Regions from separate parts of the Danio rerio genome. Here region 1 is linked to region 2. A link is a contact called in public Micro-C data. All regions are on one chromosome and are shown on one strand. The core of a region is the stretch at or near the end of the contact, and the rest is flanking DNA. Distances in the headings are between cores, read along the strand shown.

What was found. Hi-C and Micro-C count contacts between places; a contact is called where the count stands out from the background.
Region 1: a Micro-C map of caudal fin shows a contact between it and region 2, with 7 times the contacts expected there. The contact joins the promoter of wdhd1 here to the promoter of samd4a in region 2. A contact is called at or near these places in 3 of 18 Hi-C or Micro-C datasets (caudal fin, hematopoietic stem cells and an unstated tissue) and 1 of 4 datasets of contacts at active chromatin or transcription factors (embryo).

What each region holds. Positions count from the first base shown.
Region 1 is chr17:16,444,088-16,448,287 of GRCz12tu, forward strand. It overlaps wdhd1 (WD repeat and HMG-box DNA binding protein 1), which reads right to left and starts at 2,120. Exons shown (of 26, transcript NM_001002726.2): 1 at 2,061-2,120.
Region 2 is chr17:16,286,985-16,290,775 of GRCz12tu, forward strand. samd4a (sterile alpha motif domain containing 4A) reads left to right here and starts at 2,429. Exons shown (of 13, transcript XM_009292908.5): 1 at 2,429-2,965.

The sequences.
Region 1 (4,200 bases), core at 870-3,369, 160 kb after region 2:
TTCCTCCGTGTACCACTAGAAGGAAGCTCGCGTACCACAATTGGAACAGTTACCACAGTTTGAGAACCACTACTTTAGTGTCTTGCATTTTTGTATTTCTAAAATACTGTAAAATAATGACATCATAAAAATGCAGCCTCAGATTGGTGCTTTCTCAATTATTTGCCTAGGCTTGAGATCAGAAGAGAAAATTGTCTTATATTGAAGAAAGTGGTCAATGCTTGTAGTATGGATGGAAAAATGCAACACATAAAGAAAATAAAAGAAAATTGGCATGGGTATATTTGGGAGCATGTCAACAACCATTGAAAATAGTATACTGCACAATGCTAAGACCAGTATTATATATTGGGAGTATAATGTATAATGCATCAGCATATTTTGATTAAGAATTGAGATGGAATAAGACATCAGTACAAAAACAATAAATATGGAGCCGACAGCACATAATCACTCTCAATCTCAGTGCTGCAGATGGAAATGCAGAGGAAATCAAACAAAAAACACCTTAAGATGGTGTACTGGTGTTCACTAAGCGGGTAAACTGAGACTCTTCCAGTTAAAAGAAGAACTGAAAAACTCTTTGGAGAAAGAGTAAACTGCACAAATAATAGTAGTGTCAGATGGATTGCTGATGTAGATGCCAAGAAAATAAGACAAACAGCATTAAAATAAGTCCTACAGTGGCAATTCCAACAATACCTCATTGGCTGTTTCAAGTATTGTAGCAAAAAAACTATTTTAATAATGTTTAATATTGCAAAAAAACATAAATAACCTCTTCATAGATCACCCTTTTAAAATAGAAGTCTGCTATAGGAAGGTGTCAATTTTACTGGTCATGCAATGGATAGAAACAAAATAAAGAGATGTAGTACTATATTCCAACTCTGCATTACATGTTTTTTACAGTGATTAAAGAGATCATCTTCAAGACAGGGCTTTCTCTGTGGAATCTGAATAAAATGCATCTTAAAATCAATGAGAAACGAAGGTTTATGAATACCTCCTGATGTACAGGAGTAGAGGTGAATGAGTCGGCAGAGAAGCTGACTTAAACTTGCTCAGAGAAACACTGTTGCTGTCAAACACTGTTTACTTTAGCAAGTCAGTTTAATGCTGACCGAATCAGCCTATTTATGGAAGGTTTGTAAAGAAATGACATGCTCCCTTGTAAAAGTATTTTGTAGTGTTTTCAAAATATTAAACACAGTATATTATTTTGATACTTGTTGCTGCTGTATTTTGTAGTTTATTTTGATACATAAAAAACTGAGGTATTTTATATTTTATTTTAAAATGCATTGTAATGTATTTTTGCCCATCCCTGTATAAGTATATAGGTAAATGTAAAATATAGTTAACGTAAAATACAAATAATGAATATTAGTTAAAAATGCATAAATTAACATTTAAACCATATGAATGAGTTTAATATACAGAAATAATACATAACTAATTTGAATTAACTAATCCTCTGCGCTACAGTAACGTTAGTTAACGTTATATACTGTAATGTAACTTGTTTACATTGATAACACACAACATAGCAATAACAATAGCACTTACACAGCACACAAAGGCTACAAAATGTACTTCTAGATGTCCTTAATTTTCAGTACTTGTGTACCATATGTTAAATTATCAGTGAATACTGACACTTGACATGATATGGTATGGTCTTTTTACTTTGACTTCCGTAAATGAGATCTCAATAAACAAAGTGCCTATGCTATAATCCGTTTTAGAGACATCAAAAAACAAAAACCCCTACTGGAGTCTTGTGATTAGTCAATTGTGATTGTAATTCTAATTATGTAAACAACAGCCTTTACAAAAAAGTACACTGATTTTATCTCTAATTTAGACAAACCACATGATCTTTAGAGCACAAAGAGGTGCAGATGTGCTGCTACGAGAAAAAAACCTATCACTACAAAATGACAAGCACGGATTAAAAACGCTTTTCAGAATGAATGCACGTGACATAATGATCAAATATAACCGAATATGATTACGTCGATATATGTTGTATGCATGTTTCAAAACAAAGTACTTACAGCTTTAGTTTGGCGGTAATTCTCAGCACTCTTCGCCCTCTCGCTCACATCTCCCGCGCTGACAACAGTGACGTTTAAAAGTGGGACGGCCAGACAAAACTCATTGGCTGTCGCTGGGGATCAAACCCGCCCCGAGCCGGACGTATCGTGACGTTTCAGATAGATCACTTCTACATTAAAAGTACATAAAACAAAATATTTCTCCTTATAAATAAATCAATCGATTATTTTTTAAACTTAGTATTAATTTAAAACGCTTTAGATGCATGCAACATATGTTACCATTATAACACATAAACAAATGTATCTGCTGCAGTAAAACTCATTCATTTTCCTCTTTTATTAATGAGGGGTCGCCAACTTATCTAACCTTAGAATGTTTTACACAGCAGATGCCCAAATGCAGCAACCCCGTGCTGGGAAACATCCATACACACTCATTCACACACCAAGGCCATTTTAGTTTATTCAATTCATAGGCTTCAGCATGTTTTTTTTTAACTGAGGACGAAACGGAGCACCCAGTGGAAACCATATTTTTACAAATTTTTTACAGTCATTGGTGGAAACCCAGGCAAACACGGCGAGAACATGCAAACTCCACACAGAAATGCCAACTAGCCGGGACTCGAACCAGTGACCTTCTTGCTGTGAGGCGACAGTGCTAATCACCGAGCTACTATGTCGCCCTGCAGTAAAACTCTACACTGTAAGAAAAATCCTTCATGTTGTCCCAACTGAAATAGATTAAGTTCACTTGATTGTTTTTTTAGAAATGTAAATGGACTGAACATACAACAATTAAGTTGTCCCCAAAAAACTCAAGATTGTGTTGATTCAGCTCATTTTAAATAAGTAGTTTGAACAGGCAGCAAAAATGTGAGTGTAGCATGAGACAGACATAAACCATGAACATCAATAATGTAATACAGCCGAGGGGCTGTGGAGAATTGCCTTATTGTTGAATAATCTGATATGTAGCCCAGGAAGTTGCTCTGTAGACTGAAAGGCAATGCCATATTATGATAATTGTTGGTAAGAGTAACGGCCACATGTCCTTTCTCCATCTTATATTTCCATTACAAATGTCTCTAAAGGCCGTTTTGAGGAATGTAAACTAAAATAATGATCCCAATGTATTTCCTGTAATACATTTTTACTTTCTTTGTCTTCCGAGAATCCAAAAAGAGCCACATAAATAATGTTATGATAGCAGTTTTAACATTAAGTTATTGAATTGCCTCTTATTACAGTTATGAAATAGTTTGATAACAAGCAGGAAATGTTCATGCACTAATGACATTGAAAAAAAGGATTGTGAAGATGCTTAAAAACTAAACTGTCCTTCACTGGCCACAAATGACTTAATCAAAAACTAAAACTACAGAAAGGTTTCTGTGGAAAGTTGTTACAGCTCAGCTAAAACAAAAGGAAACCGATGTCTATTATTTCCTTTATGAGTGTCATATTTGTGGTTTTGTATATAGATATTAAGTGTAATTCTTCAACTACAGGCACTTATGTCCTTTGATCATATATCCAAAAAAAAATCTATAATTTTGTTCAAATTCCCCTTACTTTGTCAAACTAACAATAAAATCTACTTTTAAAACAATTACTACCTTTCTATTGCTGTATTTTATTCATATTATTCAACCTCCTTTTAAGTGTCAAAACCACTGTTTTCGCCTAGTCAAGTTTTAAACTTTAACAATGAAGATAACATTTTAAAATATGATTCATCTGGTATCTATTAATGTATCTTAATTAGGCACTAGTGAAATAACTTAAATATTTTATAGTTATTAATGTGAGATTATTATCAATTTTATTTTTTTATACAAAATTAGCTGTTGCACAGTATCAGTGTCATTTCCACTACAACACTGCAATGTCACTTTAAAAAGTTTGTGTGACAGATTATTTAGGCGGTTACTATGAAAATGAATAGTGCCATCTGAGAACATGTTCAAGATGGAGAGAATTTACATTTTTATCAACAACACTTGAAGAAAAATCAAGGTAAATATTGCTTGATAAGGAAATACATTTATTCTACGTCATCCCCAAACATGTTACCTTCAAAGATGCTTTTAAAAACCAAATAAAATTAAGGTAAATAAGAGTGTTTTGTATACAT
Region 2 (3,791 bases), core at 1,179-3,678:
TTGGTTTATTTAATCTATTGGGTGTTTTTATATGAGTGTATATTTATTTAAGTAGCTATGTTTCATATATTTTGTTTGTTTATTTATTTATTTAATGTGGTATGTATATATTTTTCTTCATGTTATAATATTTATGCCACATTCATTCATTTAGCTATGATTTTTCATATGTTTTAGTTTGTTTATTATTTATTTATCTAATTTAACATGTATTTTATTATCACATTGCATGGTTTATTTAATCTATTGAGTATTTTCATTTGATTTTATATTTAAGCAACTATTTTTAATTTTTTTGTTTAATATATTTATTAATTTATATAGATATTTTGTCTGTTATAATATATTTTTTAATGTTATATATACATAGTTATTTAGATATGTTATTTTTTTTGCTTGACAAATATATTTATTTTCTGTATTTACCGTAGGCCTATTTAAAAAGCAAATATTTATTTTCTTACAATATTTTTTTTAAAATATACATTAGCCTATATATTCTTATGTATTCGTTTGTATCAAATCTAGCAGCTATATTACATACATTTCTTGTAATATACTATCAATTTATTAGATAGGAGATGCGGTGGCGCAGTAGGTAGTGCTGTTGCCTCACAGCATGAAGGTTGCTGGTTCAAGTCCCGACTGGGTCAGTTGGCATTTCTGTGTGGAGTTTGCATGATCTCCCTGCGTTCACAAGGGTTTCCCCCACAAGTCCAACGACGTGGTAAAGGTGAATTGGGTAAGCTAAAATTGTCTGTATGTGTGAATGAGAGTGTATGGGTGTTTCCCAGTGATGGGAAGCATCTGCTGCGTAAAACATGTGCTGAATAAGTTGGCAGTTCATTCCAATGTGGCAACCCCAGATTAATAAAGGGACTAAACCGAAAATAAAATAAAAAAATGATTTATTAAATTTAGCTATTTTTGTGTAGCTAATCATTTTTGCAGTTTTCTTATCTATATTATTTACATAAATAATTATTATATATTATATTTATTTTATCTTTATATCTTTATATTAACAGATTTTTTAACTCGTCAATGCACAATAAACATAAAATTTATGAAAACCAATTATTGTTGAATAATATTATTTAATAATCATTATTAATTAAGTTATCTGTTTTTGCCAATTAACTTTTTATTCATTCATTCATTCATTTTCTTGCGGGCTTAGTCCCTTTATTAATCCGGGGTCGCCACAGCGGAATGAACCGCCAACTTATCCAGCAAGTTTTTACGCAGCGGATGCCCTTCCAGCCGCAATTCATCTCTGGGAAACATCCACACACACTCATACACTACAGACAATTTAGCCTACCCAATTCACCTGTACCGCATGTCTTTGGACTGTGGGGGAAACCGGAGCACCTGGAGGAAACCCACATGAAGGCAGGGAGAACATGCAAACTCCACACAGAAACGCCAACTGAGCCGAGGTTCGAACCAAATAAGTTTTAATATTTTTTTAATTTAAATTATTGATCTAATAATAGTATTAATATTTGTATTTGGTATTTTGTTACTCTTTTATGGGATGTAGTAGCTGTTCCTTATTTATTTATGAATGTAACAGCTATACTTCGAATATTAGCTTGTTAATTTAGTTAATTGTTCAAGTAAAATATGTATTTATTGCTTGTAGTCTAACAATACCTTTTTATTTTTTATATATAGCTATTCAATTTAGCATCCAGATTTTATTTTCTTACAATATTTTTTATTAATGTAGTAATGTAGGCCTATATTATTTTGTGTTTATATTCATATCAAATCTAGAAACTATATTTAATACATTTCTTATAATATTAGCCATTTATTTTGTAGCTAATCATTTTTCAAACTTTTATTAGTTACATATATAATTATGAGATATATATATATATATATATATATATATATATATATATATATATATATATATATATATATATATATCTTCATATTACTCCATTTTAATTTATTTTTGTTATTTAATTTAAATTGCATTTATTTATAATATTTATAATGTTAGTTTAATTTAGCATATTTTTATATAAATATTTATTTATTGACTGTAGTCTAACAATAGCCTACCTTTTTATTTTATATATAAAGTTATTAAACTTAGCATCTAGTTTTTAAAATGCATTTCTTAAATAAAAATTAAATATTTTCTTGTACTTTTCTTGTATCTATCTATCTATCTATCTATCTATCTATCTATCTGTCTATCTGTCTATCTATCTATCTATCTATCTATCTATCTATCTATCTATCTATCTATCTATCTATCTATCTATCTATCTATCTATCTATCTATCTATCTATCTATCTATCTATCTATCTATCTCAAACTGCGGTACAGCAGCGCCGCCTCATGGACGGAATCCACAACTACAACGCGCCCAGTCGAAGAATCCAAGGGCGGAATCAACCGTATCCCAGTTTCCTTTTTTCCGACACTTTGTTAACCCACTTTCTGCGCGCGTCACAGTAGGTCAGAATTACAATATTCCACCACAACACAAACATCCTCAGACTTTGACGGCTACAACTTTTTTTCTCCCCCTCCCCTCGAAAGAAAAAAAACAACAGTTCAAACAAAACTTCCACCCCTGCTGTAACATCGTCCAGTTTGATGCGGACACCTCTCGGACTCTTTTCTCCCTTAAAAAAGCTCCCCGGTCAGTCGTACTCCTGTCGGATAAGCAACACGATCTGCTCCCCAACTCCGTTCTCTATTTTTGTGCTTCCTTGTGCTGCCAAGCCCCTGACGTAATGCTCCGTGTTAATTATTAGCATGTGGGAAGCGATGCCGAGACTCTCCTCTGCTGCTTAAACAAGAGCGACTGACTGCGGGGAGGAAAACCTCGTCAAGATGGCCAAACACTCTGACCCAGAGTGAAGGGGCACCGCTGCTCCCTGTCCCGTCCCGTCCAGTCCTGTCCTACGACCATCACCAATGCAACTGCGCCTTTAGGTGAGTGACTTTTGCCTGACTGATTATTTAAACGGGTGTATCACTCAACCAAGCCGCAACTGTATAGCTTTGTGAATTGTCTGAGTATGGAAAATGTAACGGGATAAAAGTTTGGAGTTATTAATAACTCATAAAAGGGGTTGCTTTTGCCAGGGTTTACATCATTGGACTGCTGACTTAGGGATTGCTTCATAGGGCTTTGAAAACATTGTAAAAATTTAGACTGAATTGTAGGCTACCTAACGTTATGTACTGGCTTACAGTAGAGCAACGGTTTTTTGGGAACGTTCTGGACTGTTTGGATATCAAATGTTTGCTGTCGCGTCTATAGCCGCGATTACAGATTAAAAGCTTGTGTTTGTTTTTATTTGTCTACATTTGATGTGTTTTGAAAGCAAACTGCGACTCTAAAGCAAACAGATTGATATATTGAAGCTACATCATTCTTGCGCTGCTCAAAGTTTACATTTCATCTGTGAATAACGTCAGCATTTGCTTTTAATAGGTAGTCATTAAATAACGCGTAGGCTACAAACTCGCTCGTGCCTGCTAATGTGCCAACTAGCCCTTCAGACATGCTTGGGATAGGGTTTGTGTCATCCTAGATTCGAATCTAGAAACTCTTCAGAGGAAAAAAAAGTTTTGGTCACTGAGTCGATTTGTGAAATTACGCCAGTAGGTGGCAATAAGCAAGTCTCTCAAGCCTGTTCATATTTACTAGTCCACATTTGATGTGTTCTGAAAGCAAACGTGTGTGGATGACTGTAAATTAAAACAGATTCATATTGAAGCCACATCATTCTCGCGCCGCTCCAAGTTTACATTT